2 separate regions of the Macaca mulatta genome follow, and region 1 is linked to region 2. A link is a contact called in public Hi-C data. All regions are on one chromosome and are shown on one strand. Each heading gives the region's core, a stretch centred on a gene start, on an enhancer-like site or on the middle of the called end of the contact. The rest is flanking DNA. Distances are from core to core; before and after follow the strand shown. Region 1 holds the start of CDC40 (cell division cycle 40). Region 2 holds the start of FIG4 (FIG4 phosphoinositide 5-phosphatase).

Region 1 (3,444 bases), core at 97-2,596, 460 kb after region 2:
CCCGGAAAGAGGCACGGGGCGGACCGTGGGCGCGGGTGGGCAGGGAAGCCCGGGCGGTGGCACCTCAGGTGAGACCCGCAGTCTCTCCGGCGAAAGCAGCCCCGGGGCGGTCCCTGCAGCCGAACCCCGGGCGCGCCCGCCGCCGTCTCCCTCTGCACCCAGCCCGGCTGGCGGGTGGGCGGTGGGCGCTCGGGAAACCCGCGGATGGGGGTGGGGGCCGGGGCGGGGGAGGCGCGCCCATCCATCCCCGTCACCTATGCGGGCCACACACCCCTCGGTCTGCTCCGGCCGGTGAGGAAGAGTTCCTCTCCCAGCACCCCCTCCCCGAAAAAAGCAATTCCTCAGGGACTCGCGCTCACCGTGAAATCTTGGGGGCTCTCGCTTACCCCTTCTTCATGCTTCGGCAGCGGTCGCCGGTCCCCCTCGGCTCGCGGGACTCCACCTAGGGCTCCCAGGAGGGTCGGGCTCTGGGGCGGAACCCGCTCAGGACAGCGGCCGAGGCGCCAGGCCACTGGGAACGCCGCCTGGGGCGCCCACCGGCCGCCGGACCCACCGTGTGCTCGACGCGCGAGTGAACAACACCGCGAGCTGCCGCTCCCCCCGCCCCCTCCCCGCGCGAGACGCTCCACAACCGGACGCAGGGACCCGCGCCAGAAGCAGGGGGGACCGCGGGACTCTCTCCGGCTATGGTCCCATCCTTGCCCCGTGCCCCAGGAGCTATTCCCGGCCAGTCAGAGGTCTCAAAACTTCAGATTCTCACTTTCCTCTTCACCCTCGAGTGCCCAGGTGCAGTCGAGGTGGGAAACCCAGCCTCGGCCCACTCCTCCATCGGTGGGGCCGAAGCTCGCTCTTCCCCCCTTTCCTGAGGTTCTGTGGTATTGCCCAATCCTCAGTTTGGGGGAGGGGGACGGAGAGAACAGTGCTTGGCTAGGGAATGAGGGAAGATGACAGCCAATTGAATGGAACATCCATTCGGGGGCGGGGTCAAGGAGGGACCCGCCCCCGTCCCGCCCCCTCGTTCCAAACTACACTTCCCATTGTGCCCTCTGGTGCTTCCTGCCGCGCTGCACGCTGGGAGTGCAGGACCGCGAGGCCTCAAGGTATTTTGGAACTCGTATTCTTTAGTCAACTAGGTCCTGAAAGTTATAAGCTATTATAATTCTCTCTTTTTCCCTAGATAAACTTTTTTAAGCTCTCATTTCGACAGTAGTTATTCTAATAATAATTAGCTTGTTGTTTTAAAATGTAAGAAATTATTTCTTAGCAAAGAAAGTTAATGATGTGTTCCATGGCAATCTGTCAGGACCTGGGAGCCTCCTCTTCTTCCGCCCTGACAGGGTCCCCGCAGAAGATTTGTTGCCGTCATGTCGGCTGCGATTGCAGCTCTGGCCGCTTCCTACGGTTCGGGTTCAGGGTCCGAATCGGACTCGGACAGTGAGAGCAGTCGATGTCCGCTGCCAGCCGCCGACTCCCTCATGCACTTGACTAAATCGCCTTCAGCCAAGCCGTCTCTAGCAGTGGCAGTGGACTCGGCTCCGGAGGTGGCAGTTAAGGTAAGCACCTTTGCTACTGATGCGGTGTGGGAATTGTTGGCTTCAGCTCCAAAACTGCCAGCCGCTTGTTAGGTCCCGGCTTACCTCATTGCTCAGAGATAAGTTGCTAACGTTTGAATTTCTTCTCCTTCCCACATGCATCCTCGGGAGAAGCAGAATTGGAAGTTCGGAATAGCCCCCCGATGCTCTCTGCCCTTACCTCCCGCCATCAGAAAGCAAGTGGAAAGAGGGGGTGAAATTTGAATTTGTGAATTAGGGACATAGCCTGTAAAGTGCAGATGTAATCTCGGAACATAAATAAAATTAGATCAGGACTTCCCAAACTAGAGTATTGTACCTTCACTTGAAGTGAGCAGTGGCCTCGATTTGTTTTATTTTTGAAAAACTAGGTTCTAATCCTGGCACCACCACTTATGTGAACTTGGGCAAGTTATGCAGCCTCCTCTCTTTCCTCACCTGTACAAGCGGAGATCATTTTCAAAACACCTGTCTACATGAGAAGATGAGTGTGAAAATTGAGTGAAATTACACAAATAAAGCATATAGCACAGAGCCTGGTAACTAGTGAGAGTGCAGTAAATGTTTTATGATTATGTATGTTAATACAGTGAGAAAAAGGCCTTGGATTTGAGAAACAGCTGCATGATCTCAATGGAGGAAGCTGATTCAGGCAAGAGTTTCCAGGCAAAGGTGACAGGCAAGCCTGAGAAGGCAAAGAGCTTAGTGTGTTTGAAGAACTGAGGAAAAGCTGATGTGTCTAGAGCCTGATGAGAGCATCTACCAATTGATAGTGTAGGCCCAGTAGAGCCCGAGGTAGGTGATCAGCTCAAGATGTGAAGATGGGAGGCGGTGTCCAAAAATTCCTTTGTATCATGTCCCCAAGTCTAGTTTAATGACTTAAGGAGTGTTTTACAGATTTTTAACAAGCTGTCTGTGAATTTTACTTTTTAAAAATGGGCATCTGGCATGAAAGAATGCTTAGAATCCTAACTTCCTATCAAAACAAAACTTTCCAAACTTACGCCCCTCCAGTAACCTCCTGAGTCTTCTCCTTTCACAGCTCAGCTTTTTGGAGCTCTCTTTTTGTCTTCATCTCATTTTCTCCTCAACCCGATGCAGTCTGGCCCTACCCTCTTGGGAAACTGTCTGTGAGTGATGTCCCAGGCCTTGCAGTTGTCAGGTTCAGCCATCTGACTTAAATGTCTGCATCAAATGACACTGTTCATTAGTTCCTCTTTCTTGAAACTTTCTCTCCGTTTCGCTTCCATGGGGCTCTACTCAGCATTCTGTTCCAATTATTTTACTCTTTTCAATACTGGTGTTTCCTAGGACTCTGCTCTTGGTCCTCTTTGCATTCCACATATTCTTCCATACCTTCAACCTCAGTCTGTGCTGCCCCTAGCTCAAGGTGAACACCGTGAAATGGTTAGCACAGGCTCTGGAATTAAGACTGTAATTCAAATCCTGCCTCCAGCACTTACCCACCTGGGGACCTTGGATAAGCTGCTTAAATGCTCAGCACCTAATTTTTACTGATCTGTAAAGTAGGAATAACAGTAGTACCGATCTAACAGAATTATAAGAATTGCCATAAAAGATGTAAAGCCCTTTTAACAGTGCCACATGTTTGCTATCCTTTTATTTCCAGTTCTATCCTCCTTGCTAGCTTACAACCTTGAGAGGTATATAAAAATCTCCCACTGTAATTGTACATTTGTTTCTTGCAGGTTGGCACTCAGCCACCTCCAGTTCAGTGTGTTGAAAAATTATTTTCTTTCCCTCAAAATCCATTTCTGTTTTCCCCATTTTGATCTATGATCCCACGATCCACCCACTAGTTCAAGCCAAGAACAAAGGAGGTATCCTTTTCTCTTCCTTCTTCCTCAGCCCC
Region 2 (3,266 bases), core at 141-2,640:
CTTTCTAGTTCTTAATAAAAGGAGTACCAAACTACAGGGGGGGAAAAGCGCAAAATAACATATAATTAAGTATTTCTTTAACTTTTTTTAATTTCTCAAGTTTTAATTTACAATATGATCTTTCGTATTACATGAATGTTATCTGTGTATGCTATAATTCTGTAATTTTTTTAAAAAGCTTCCTTACACTTAGGGTTGTTGAGAAGCCCTCTAGCGGAGGATTCTGAGGTTTAGAGGTTTCCTGGGAAAACCTAGCATTGCCGCCTAAGTTAGGAGAGCGGCCTCTCCCCTACATCTTATACTCTTGCAGTAGGTGTTCAGTAAATATTTGTGGAATAAATACTTTAGTCGTTGAAAGGAGACGTGGTTTTAAAAAGTGAATTTACAAAGACCGTTTTGCAAGAAAAGGAGCTGGTCGGGGGTCCCCGCAGGAGGCAGGGTTCCGTGCAACAGATACCAAGGTGCCTCTGGGGCGGACCACGACCCAGCCGGCCGCGGGAAGCCTCCTTACCTGGCCGCAGCGGACCCTCCTCAGGTCAGCAACCGCCTCCACTGGCTCCGCCGGGCTGTTGGGAGGTTGCCGGGGAGACCTCGGGCCGCCGCGCACCGGCGGCTTGGAGGGCGGGGCCTCGGGAGGCGGGGCTGTAGTTCACTGTCATTTCTGTTCCAATTCGAAATAGTCACTTTTGTACCTAATTTGGCATTCATATTTCTAATGCACTCATTTTCACAACTATGGAAGGGGGGTACACGCATGTCCATTTATGTAGCACACACGAAATGAAGAAACCTCCTTTCCAGCGCGGCTCCGCCACACTGCGCTAGAGTCTCTGTCGAAAACTTCAAGTGGCTAGTCTCAGGCACAAACGTGTGGCAAAGCCACACTTTCCAGCTTTAGGTGATTTTAAAACAATTCCTTGGGCCACACAGCGTAGGCACAACATGGATTAGAGGTGAGGGGAAAACTGATACTCAGTGAAGGACTGTCAGAGGGCCGGCTTTCAGCAGCGGGCAGGGAAAACACAACGATCTATCCTGCAACTCGGAGAATCCTTTTCAAAAGAAGTTACCCAATCCCAAACCTTCCTCTTTTTTCCAAAGAGAGGGAGGAGATAAATAGACTCTACTAATCCGTCGACTTTTTCTCCGCCCACGTTTTCCTCCTGTCCTTACCAAAGATGGCGCCCTTCGCTTCCTCTCTTGGCAGCACGCAGGTCCCGGGAGCCTCTATCCGACCTCTCTATGATACGTCCTCCAGCCCCGCTCCTGCCGTGAGGGGCGGAGCTTGCTTGGAAGCGGGGCGCAGGAATCCGGAAACACCTGGTCATCTATAGGTTTAGTGCCCAGGCGGTGTTGTTCCTGGCTGGGCTTGATGTCCAGGGTCTGAGGAGTTTTCTCGCCGAGTCTCCTGGGGCGGTCCGGCGGTTCGTGCCCTGTTGTGGGACCCACATTTGCAGCTGCTATGCCCTCGGCCGCCGCCCCCATTATCAGCTCGGTCCAGAAGCTGGTTCTGTATGAGACTAGAGCTGTGAGTACCCCTCGCCGCAGGGGGGCGGGGGGGAGGTGCGGGAGGATGGATGTCTGCCGGTGGGTGTGGGGCCGTAGGGCAGAGGCTGTACCCTGCCTCCTCCTCCTTCCTCTCCAGTTCCCAAATCCCTGTCAAACACAGCCTTGAGGTAAGCTAGCTCCCTTGGACTGTGCCTGGGCGCCTTTCCCCTATTTTGGTACCCTGGATATTGCAGCATTTGCAGGTCCACTTACAGTCCATGGCTGGAACATGCTGGAAACAGGTGCTTGTGGTACCTCAGGAACTGTTCATGAGGTTCTCTGTACGAGTTACTGGATTCTTTTCAGCTTTCAGAAAGTGTTAAAGTTCTAGAGTTCACAAGTTACAGTACAGGCAGGGGTGTGAAAAAATTTGAACTATGGCTCGTAACTTGTTTTTTCCTATTCCATGGTATACCATCACTGCGATTGATGTGAATTACACTTCTATTGCTGAATTTTTTGGTTCTCTTTCTTATTTGAAAGGAAAGACTTACTTTGTTTAAAGACATCTAATTTGGTTGGATAACATCTTGCTTTTCACTTGACTTTTTTCAACATAAGATTTACTTTTAAAATTTTATTACTTTGAATGGCCATGTAAATAGTGAATAAGCCGATCAGTTTGTATGTATTTCAATTACTAGTTCCTCAATTAAGGGAGAATGGTGTTTATAGAACTTCATACTTGGTCCTTTCTGTGGGTGGAAAGCAAAGTTGGTACAGTATAGCTCTCTAAATTGGGGTGCCACAGTGATATTAGGGACTGTGTTTAAATTACCCATTTCGTGCTGACAAGATTGCATATGCCAGATATTTGCATAATGCTCTTCACTGTGTTATAGAGTGCTTTATAAACTGTTTCTCTGAAACTTGGGTTGTCTCCATTAGAGGAGTACGAGAAGGCAGTTGACAGTTTCTCAGTTATAACATAGTCCTAATAGCACAATAACCTCTCCCTCGGGTTAACATGAGTAGAGAATTGTTGACCTTAAATTAATTTTGCTGACAACTTTGATTAGATCTAGATCAGAAGATGAAATTATCAAATATACTGTATTTGCAAGTATTTTCAGTTCTTTAATGAGAGTCATAAAGAAGTATCATTTGACGTTGAAATGAAACCTATTTTTTTGTAAAATGTGCTGCTAGATGTTCCCAGTTAGAAACATAAATAACTTTTTTTTTCCGTTTGAGATAAGAGTCTTGCTCTGTCACCCAGGCTGGAGTGCAATGGTGCTATCTCGGCTCACTCACTGCAACCTCTGCTTCCTAGGTTCAAGCAATTCTCCCACCCCAGCCTCCCAAGAAGCTAGGGTTACAGGCATGTGCCACCATGACCAGCTAATTCTTGTGTTTTTAGTAGAAGACAGGGATTCTCCATGTTCGCCGGGCTGATCTAAAATGCCTGGCTTCGGCCTCCCAAAGTGTTGGGATTACAGGCGTGAGCTGCCGCATCTGGCCATAAATAAAACGCAAATTTCAGCTCATTAAAAAGCTAATCACTCATGAGGACTGCGTGAGATATTAGTGTTCAGAAAGCACAATTCATATTATAGGGCTCTTCTGCTCAGAAGTCTTCAGTAGTCCCAATTCTGAGGAGAGTAAACTCTGAATCCCTTAGGTTGGCATTCAAAGCCATGTGTTCTTTATCCTCAACTTGTCTATCTAGTTTTACATCTAATTTAATATCAATTCATGAAACATTTATTGAGGATCAA

What was found. A called contact is a pair of places that touch in the nucleus more often than the background predicts.
Region 1: a Hi-C map of liver shows a contact between it and region 2, with 2.8 times the contacts expected there. The contact joins the promoter of CDC40 here to the promoter of FIG4 in region 2. A contact is called at or near these places in 3 of 14 Hi-C or Micro-C datasets (fetal cortex germinal zone, fetal cortical plate and liver).

Annotation. Positions count from the first base shown.
Region 1 is chr4:15,228,549-15,231,992 of T2T-MMU8v2.0, forward strand. It overlaps CDC40 (cell division cycle 40), which reads left to right and starts at 1,347. Exons shown (of 15, transcript NM_001261343.1): 1 at 1,347-1,553. The coding sequence starts at 1,365. It overlaps WASF1 (WASP family member 1), which reads right to left and starts at 590. Exons shown (of 9, transcript XM_077999282.1): 1 at 387-590.
Region 2 is chr4:14,770,119-14,773,384 of T2T-MMU8v2.0, forward strand. It overlaps FIG4 (FIG4 phosphoinositide 5-phosphatase), which reads left to right and starts at 1,391. Exons shown (of 23, transcript NM_001172433.2): 1 at 1,391-1,528. The coding sequence starts at 1,463. It overlaps AK9 (adenylate kinase 9), which reads right to left and starts at 1,198. Exons shown (of 41, transcript XM_028847018.2): 1 at 512-1,198.